2 separate regions of the Triticum aestivum genome follow, and region 1 is linked to region 2. The links are chromatin contacts, called in public Hi-C maps. All regions are on one chromosome and are shown on one strand. Each heading gives the region's core, a stretch centred on a gene start, on an enhancer-like site or on the middle of the called end of the contact. The rest is flanking DNA. Distances are from core to core; before and after follow the strand shown.

Region 1 (3,704 bases), core at 92-2,591, 200 kb before region 2:
ATTAATCAAGCGTTTTTAAAATTTTAAACAAGTATTTGAAAAATGTTGAACTAGTATTTAAAAAATGATAATCAAGGTTCATCAAGCATTCAGAAAATGTTGAATGTGTATAGGAAAATTGTTGATCACGTATTAAAAAATGATGAATTTTTTATTATGTATATAAAAATGTTAACCAAGAATTTGAAAAAAATATGTTGAACAAGTATTTGAAAAACGTTACTCAAGCATTTGGGAAATGTTAAATGTGTATAGAAAAAATATTGACCATGTATTTAAAAAATGGTGAAAACATTTGATCATGTATATAAAAAATGTTAATCAAGCATTTAAGAAAAAAATTGAACAAGTATTTGAATAATATTAATCAAGCATTTGAAAAATGTTAAATCTATATAGAAAAAAGGTTGGCCATATATTAAATTTTTTTAAGAAAACTAAAACCTTTTATCAAGTATTTAAAAAATGTATATAAAAGTGTTGACCATGTATTCGAAAAATGTTAATGTTGTATAAGAAAAAATGTTAATCAAGCATTTGAAAAATGTTTCAAAATGTGTATAGAAACATTGTTGACTATATATTAAAATATAATATGTTTTAAAAATGTTAAACCTGTATTAGAAAAATGTTATGGCCATATGGGGAAAATGTAGAATCAAAACCAAAAGAAACAAAGAAAGCGAAAAAAATAAAACAAAAAACACATAATAAACCAAATTAAGATGAAAAATGGAAAATAAAAATCGAAGAATCAAATGAAAAAAGAATTAAAAAGGGAGAAGAAAAAGGAAACGAACAAAAGAAAACGAATAAAATAAAATAAAAACCAGAGAAAACTGGGAAAAATGATGGGGAAAATCTGCTCCTTTACGTTAAAGGAGGTCGTGCCCTGCATTTAATCACGAACCAGACACAGTGGTTGTGGCTACTGTCGCTAGCTTGCATCTAGGTGACCTAGGTTAGGACCCCGGTTCTGCTCGCTTTTTCTTCATCTTTTCTTTTATTGAGTGGGCCGGCCCAGTTGCTATAGGAGATGAAAAGATCCTTCAGTGAGAGGTGCTACCGTCCGTTCTGCTTAATGCGAGACATAGCTCTTGCGGCTATTTCCAGCCTCAGTCTCTGAAGATGGACCAATGGGCTGCTTTGTTTTAGAGTTTTTACTAATAGGTACCACTCAAAAAAAAAACTACTGGGTAAAAAAAATCACAATTTCGGCAACCCGATTGGATCCGCCACGGTTTCTCCCGTAGTACTAATTTTGACGTTAGGCCATGAATGCCCCACAGGTCGCCCAAGTCCAACAATCAGATCCTACTCGAGATGTCAGCACAAGTCTCCATCTTCTTGTCCCATGTGCATGCGTGCCGTGGTATGGTCTATGGTTCACTCACTTCACTCTACTCCGCCAAGGAATGGAGAAGATCCGAGCTGAGGCCACCCGACTATCTTTCTTGTATCAGCCGGCGACTCCCGTCTCGGTCCCGTAAGTTCCCGCGCACAATGTTCCATTCCACCGCTGTATTGACCAGACTAGTAGATCTTGAGATTTACTAAGTCACCGTAGGCGCCTCGTCGTCGACGGGAATGTCTCCTCCCACTGAAAGTGTATTGCCGGAAATTTTAAAATAAATCCAATAATAATGCACGTACCAAGACTTAAACTCTGGCGGGGTGAAGATATCACTGTCCTTTTAACCATCCATCCATAGGTTGGTTCGCGTTGCCATACAGCAGCTGAATCGTAGTCGTACCAGTAGTTTTTTTGGGATAAACTATGGCAAATCTGAGGAGGTGGTGGTGAACTTGTGTGGCGATCTACCGAGCACATCCCCCGTGGCTGGTTTGCAAGGATGACTTGCTAGAAAGAAAAAAAAAACGTGGTCCTGCCCAGCAGCCCTGCATCGATCTTCAAGATCCTCGTTGAAATATGCATCCACACGCGGCCAAAGTATTATCATGGCACGCAGATCTTCCAGAATTGAAGGACGAGAGCTACCACTCCTACCATGCATTGAATTGATGCATTTCTACCTTACCGGAGAAGAAAAGAACCGACGACGACGGGCACCGTCCAGCTGGTCAAGCGAAGAGAGCAACTCCTCCTCCGTTTCCGTTTCAGAGCAGAGATAAGATGGGTCCGTCGACCCGTCATGATCGCGATTCTTTTCGGCGCATCGATCCATCCATTCATCGGATCGCGATAGCTGCCGGCATGGCGTCCATGGGTCGGCATTGTGTTTCGCGTGCGTGCATGGGCGGTCAGGTCAGGTCACGTCTGCATGTGTGATCTTGTTCGCCGCGGGTTGGTTGGTTTCAATGCGGTCTGCCGTTCGAGGCTGCTTCGTTTGTGTAGATGGGATTCGATGCGTGCGCCCGTATCTTCCATGGCTTGGGTCCGTCAAATCTCAAATCAAATCCGAGATCATATGAGATTCCAAGATAAGTTGAAGAGAATGCACCCAGCAGCAGAGCAGAGAGTGCAGAGTGAGGGAGGATCGTATTAGATCAGGCCAACTCCATCGTGTGACCCTATCCTGTTCGTTTGGGTAAAACGGACACGGCCCAGCGCGCGGGCGCAAACGGACTTTTGTCCGTTTTCTGTCCGCTTTCGACCCATTCTGGGCTCAAGTTTGCGCCGCTTTTGGGGTGAAACGGACAGCACGCGGACGGGCGAGCCGTGTGCGCGTATCCTCCCCTGGCCCGCCCGTTGGTGGCACAGGGACGCCTTTTTCTATCCGCCCTCCTCCGTTCCTCCGGCCGCACCCCCTCCACTCTTCCCCACTCTTCCCCTCGCCGCCGCCACGGCCGCTGCCATTGCAGCTGTGCAGCTCGGACGCGCGCTCGCCCAGCCCCTTCCCCTCGACGGCCCCGAGCTACCCAACCACGACCACCTGGTTTGCGCACCCGGCGGCCGGATTTAGATGACTGACCTTATTGTACGGACACATCTGGCCCTACTGCCCTGATAGTCCGCCGAAGCACATCTTTTCACAATGCTTTTACGGAAGAACCATCATGGGTCCATCAAAAGAGAGAGGTCAATTGACATTTCAAAGGAAAAGAAGGCACATGTCCGCAACGATACTACGACCTGCTGATTTTAATTTATCGGAAAGACATTTCATCTGGACTATCTTTGCCCTGCATTGATCCTGCTAAGTGCTAAGTTTCAAGTTCATTTCGTTTCACATTTTTTCCCGCAGAAGGGCAGGCCTCGAGCATGCGCGTGAAAGAAAGCATGCATATGGTTCCACGTACGCACGCACGCAGACCACAATGGTTGTTGCCGTCTTGTCGATGACCCGGCTGGCAGCAGTTCGTTCCTCGGCGACGAGGTCAGTACCACAAGTACTGATCCTGCTGCTTTACGAGCAGACACCGCTAAAAGGAAAATGAACGCATCTCTCAGCCGTCAGATACGTGACAGCACGACGGCGTGGGTTCCCATTCCCTTTTGCCGTCGCCGACGCCGCTGCCTCTAGTGGAGTCTCCGGCCAGGCCATGTGTGGCGATCCCGCGGTCTCCCGCTTCTCCAGTCGATACGATCGGCTTGGGAAACGGAGGAGATCCTGCCTGCCCTGCCCTGCCCCCGGGGTGGAAAGCTCATGCTTCTGGACACGAGCTCGACTGGCAAATTCTTCTGTTCCCCGAAAAGCACCAGAATCATGCATGGAACTGCTGCAGTTTTGGTCGCGCAAAGA
Region 2 (3,372 bases), core at 20-2,519:
GGAGACCGCGAGATCGACGCACATGGCCGGAGAGGAGGCGGCGACGTAAGGCGTGGCACCACAACGGCGAAAGGAGAGGGGGGAATAATGAATAATCCTACCCCATGCCGTCTTGTTCCTGCTCTCTCCTCATCATGAGGTGTCACCTGTCTCACCGAGAGACGCTGTATGTTTTTCTTTTAGCAGCGTGTCTGCTCTGTGCAAAGTAGTAGATGAGGATCGGCGAGGCATCATCCTGGTCCTGGTTCATATCATCTCCATCGGCTCATGTGGACTGGAGTGCGGTTTCTTCACTTTCTGAGAGATGCGGCTCACGGTTATCTCTCTCTCTCTCCTCCTGTGCTCTCCTCCTGTGCTCGGCAAAACCACATCAAGCAGCACTAGAGGCAGAACAGACGTGATATGAGGAAAAAAAAGGGGTTTTCTATTTGGCGCTTCAGGCGCTCGTTATAGATCACTTTATAAATGAGCCCCTGTACTCTTTTCAAAATCGATCAACATTTTTTCATATTGATGAACTTTTCTTGAGATATTAACTTTTTTAAAATTGTTGATTTTTTTAAAACAATGAACTTTTTCCAAATCCTTGCACACACACACACCCCCCCCCAAGAAACATGATTTCTTTTCAATTTTGTATATGTTGTTTTCAAACTTGTTGAACTTTTTTCTCAAATTTGTATTTTTTAATATTAATGACATTTTTTTAAAAAATCTATGTTTTTTTTCAAACTCATGAACTTTATAAACTTTTACAAAATCGTGAACATTCTTTAATTCAAGTTTTTTTGATTTTTTTTGCGGATTTCAGATTTTTTTGTGTGTCAAAAGTCAATTGTTCATTGGTCAACGATTGACCGATCAACTGGGACTAGTCAGCAGTGAACCAAGCGACCAATCAACAACGAATGAGCGAAGGAAGTGGCCAACGTGTCGGGCGAGCGAGCGCATGCATTGGGCCGACCCAAGTGTGTTGCTGCATGAGCGCCACTTCCGCGAAAGGGTGGCCGAAGCATCGTATGGGAGCTCCCAGAAAAAAGCTGGAAACCTCCGCAGTAAACGGACATTAGCATCTGAACTAAAGAAGGAAATATGAAAAGTGAATGTGGTAAAGGATACCAAGAGTAAGTTCCCTGTATGATTTTTAGCTTTTTTTCTTTGAACGCATAAGTCTATAAAGAAAATAGGATGGATCTTCCACACATGCTATGACTGAATCTTATCATCACTGACTAGTTGGCGCTCACGCACACCCTAGTGGGCCAAGGCCCACGTGTCTTGTTTGCTCGCTCGGACTAGACAGCTCGCTCATCCCAGCAGGTAGGATACTAGATTTCCCTAAAAACGAGGAAAAATGTCAGATTTTTTATACATTAACTTTTTCGTGTATTCAAAACATTGTAAATGATGTTCGTCAAAATTTTAAATTTTCACAAAATATTGACAAAGTTTGCGAATTGGATAAAATTTCATGAATTTAAAACATATGTTCGCAAAATTTGGAAAATGTCGGCTAATTCAAATAAATTTTGTGAGTGCACAAAATTCTCAGTTTTTAAAAAGAGCTCACTAATTTTAAAAAAAATCACGAGATTGAAAAAGTTTGTGAATTCGAAAATTGTTTGTGGTTTTCAAAATAGTTTGCAAATTTGAATGAATTTCATGAATTTAAAAACTATTTCACAAAATTATAATAAGTTCGTGAAATAGAAAAAGTTGGTTTTATTTTAAAATTATCGAAAAAATTTAGATAGTTTGTGAATTTTGAAAATTGTCATGAAATTGAATATTCTGCAAATTTGAAAATCGATGATGGTTTCCAAAATAGTTAGCGCATTTGAATAGAGTTTCTCAGCCAAAATCTGTTCACAAAATTTCAATTTGGAAAAAATAGTGTATTTGATAAATATTGTTGAAATTTTAAAAAGGCCAGAAATTTGAAAAAAAATCATGGTTTGTAAAATGTTCATGAATTTGAAAAAGCCAATCATGAAATGTACAATGGAAAAAATGTTAAGGAAACAAATAAAAAAATGGCCGAAGAAATAAAAGCAGACACAAACATGCCAAGAAAATAATAAACTGGTTGAGAGCTTATAGAAGTGTTACAAAAATGGTTGGAAGCTTCTAGAAACTATGTGGTCCCTACTTCCTACCCTTAAAAAAACTACCCGGTTTTTCCAATTTCATATCTGAAACTGATAAAACAGGTCAAGGAGCATTATCCGCACAGTTCCTGAGATTATTACAATCCTTTCATGATCAAGGCTACAAGCATTGAACCAGAACACACTAGAACATAACATGACAATGCAAAAACCATACGAAACCGATGCTAGATCAACATCGGAAACTCTATCATATCTTACACAACTCTGAACTTGACAACCATCATCCACCCCTAGTGGCATGCTCACGCCAACAGATCCTCATCATTTGTTGGAACTATTAAGCAATCCGCAAGGCCATCGCCGCCTAAACACTTTTATATGAATACATTAACGGCGACCTGCATCATCAGTAGCCTTGCACCTTAGATTGTGGAGGGGCTATATGTGGATGTCCGCGGGTGCAAAATGCAAACTATGGATGGTTGAGGGGGCAAGCTGGAAGCCTCCGCAGTAAATGGACAAGCAGCACTAGAGGCAGAACAGATGTGATATGACAAAAAAAGGGGTTTCCTATTTGGCACTTCAGGCGCCCGATATAGATCATTTTATAAATGAGCCCCTGTACTCTTTTCAAAATCGATCAACATTTTTTCATATTGATGAAGTTTTTCAAAATTGATGAACTTTTCTTAAAATATTATTTTTTTAAAATTTGTTGATTTTTTTTGAAAATTGATGTTTTTTTCGTCAAATCCTTCAACTTCTTTTTTCCCAAAAAATGATTTTTTTTCAATTTAGTGAACTTTGTTTTCAAAATTGTTCAACTATTTCCTAAATATGCATTTCTCCCAATATGAATGATAAAAAGTCTATGATTTGTTTTCGAATTCATGAATTTTAAAAAAATCCATAAACATAGTTTAATTCACGTTTTTTTTGTTGCAAAGTCAACGCTGGTCAACGATTGACCTATCAACTGGGACTAGTCAGCAACGAACCAAGCGACCAGTCAATAGCTAACGAGCGAACGAAGTGGCCAACATGTCAGGCAAGCGAGCGCGCGCATTGGGCCGGCCCAAGTGTGTTTCTACACGAGCGCCACTTCCGCGAAAGGGCGCCTGAAGCGTCGTATAGGAGCTCCCGAGAAAAGGTGGAAGCCTCCGCAGTGCACGAACATTAGGGTCTGAACTAAAGAAAGAGAATATAGAAAGCGAATGTGGTAAAGGATACCAAGAGTGAATGATTTTTTAGAAGTTCTAAA

The links. Hi-C and Micro-C count contacts between places; a contact is called where the count stands out from the background.
Region 1: a Hi-C map of leaf shows a contact between it and region 2, with 9 times the contacts expected there. The contact joins two enhancer-like sites. A contact is called at or near these places in 4 of 5 Hi-C or Micro-C datasets (leaf and an unstated tissue).

The regions. Positions count from the first base shown.
Region 1 is chr3D:589,857,813-589,861,516 of IWGSC CS RefSeq v2.1, reverse strand. No RefSeq gene overlaps it. Among protein-coding and RNA genes, the nearest start is that of LOC123075699, 39 kb to the left of the region's middle. Within about 2 kb of position 1,341, at least 1 of the 8 cell types and tissues checked has an H3K27ac peak or open chromatin away from gene starts, as enhancers often do.
Region 2 is chr3D:589,653,533-589,656,904 of IWGSC CS RefSeq v2.1, reverse strand. No RefSeq gene overlaps it. Among protein-coding and RNA genes, the nearest start is that of LOC123080743, 11 kb to the right of the region's middle. Within about 2 kb of position 1,269, at least 6 of the 8 cell types and tissues checked have an H3K27ac peak or open chromatin away from gene starts, as enhancers often do.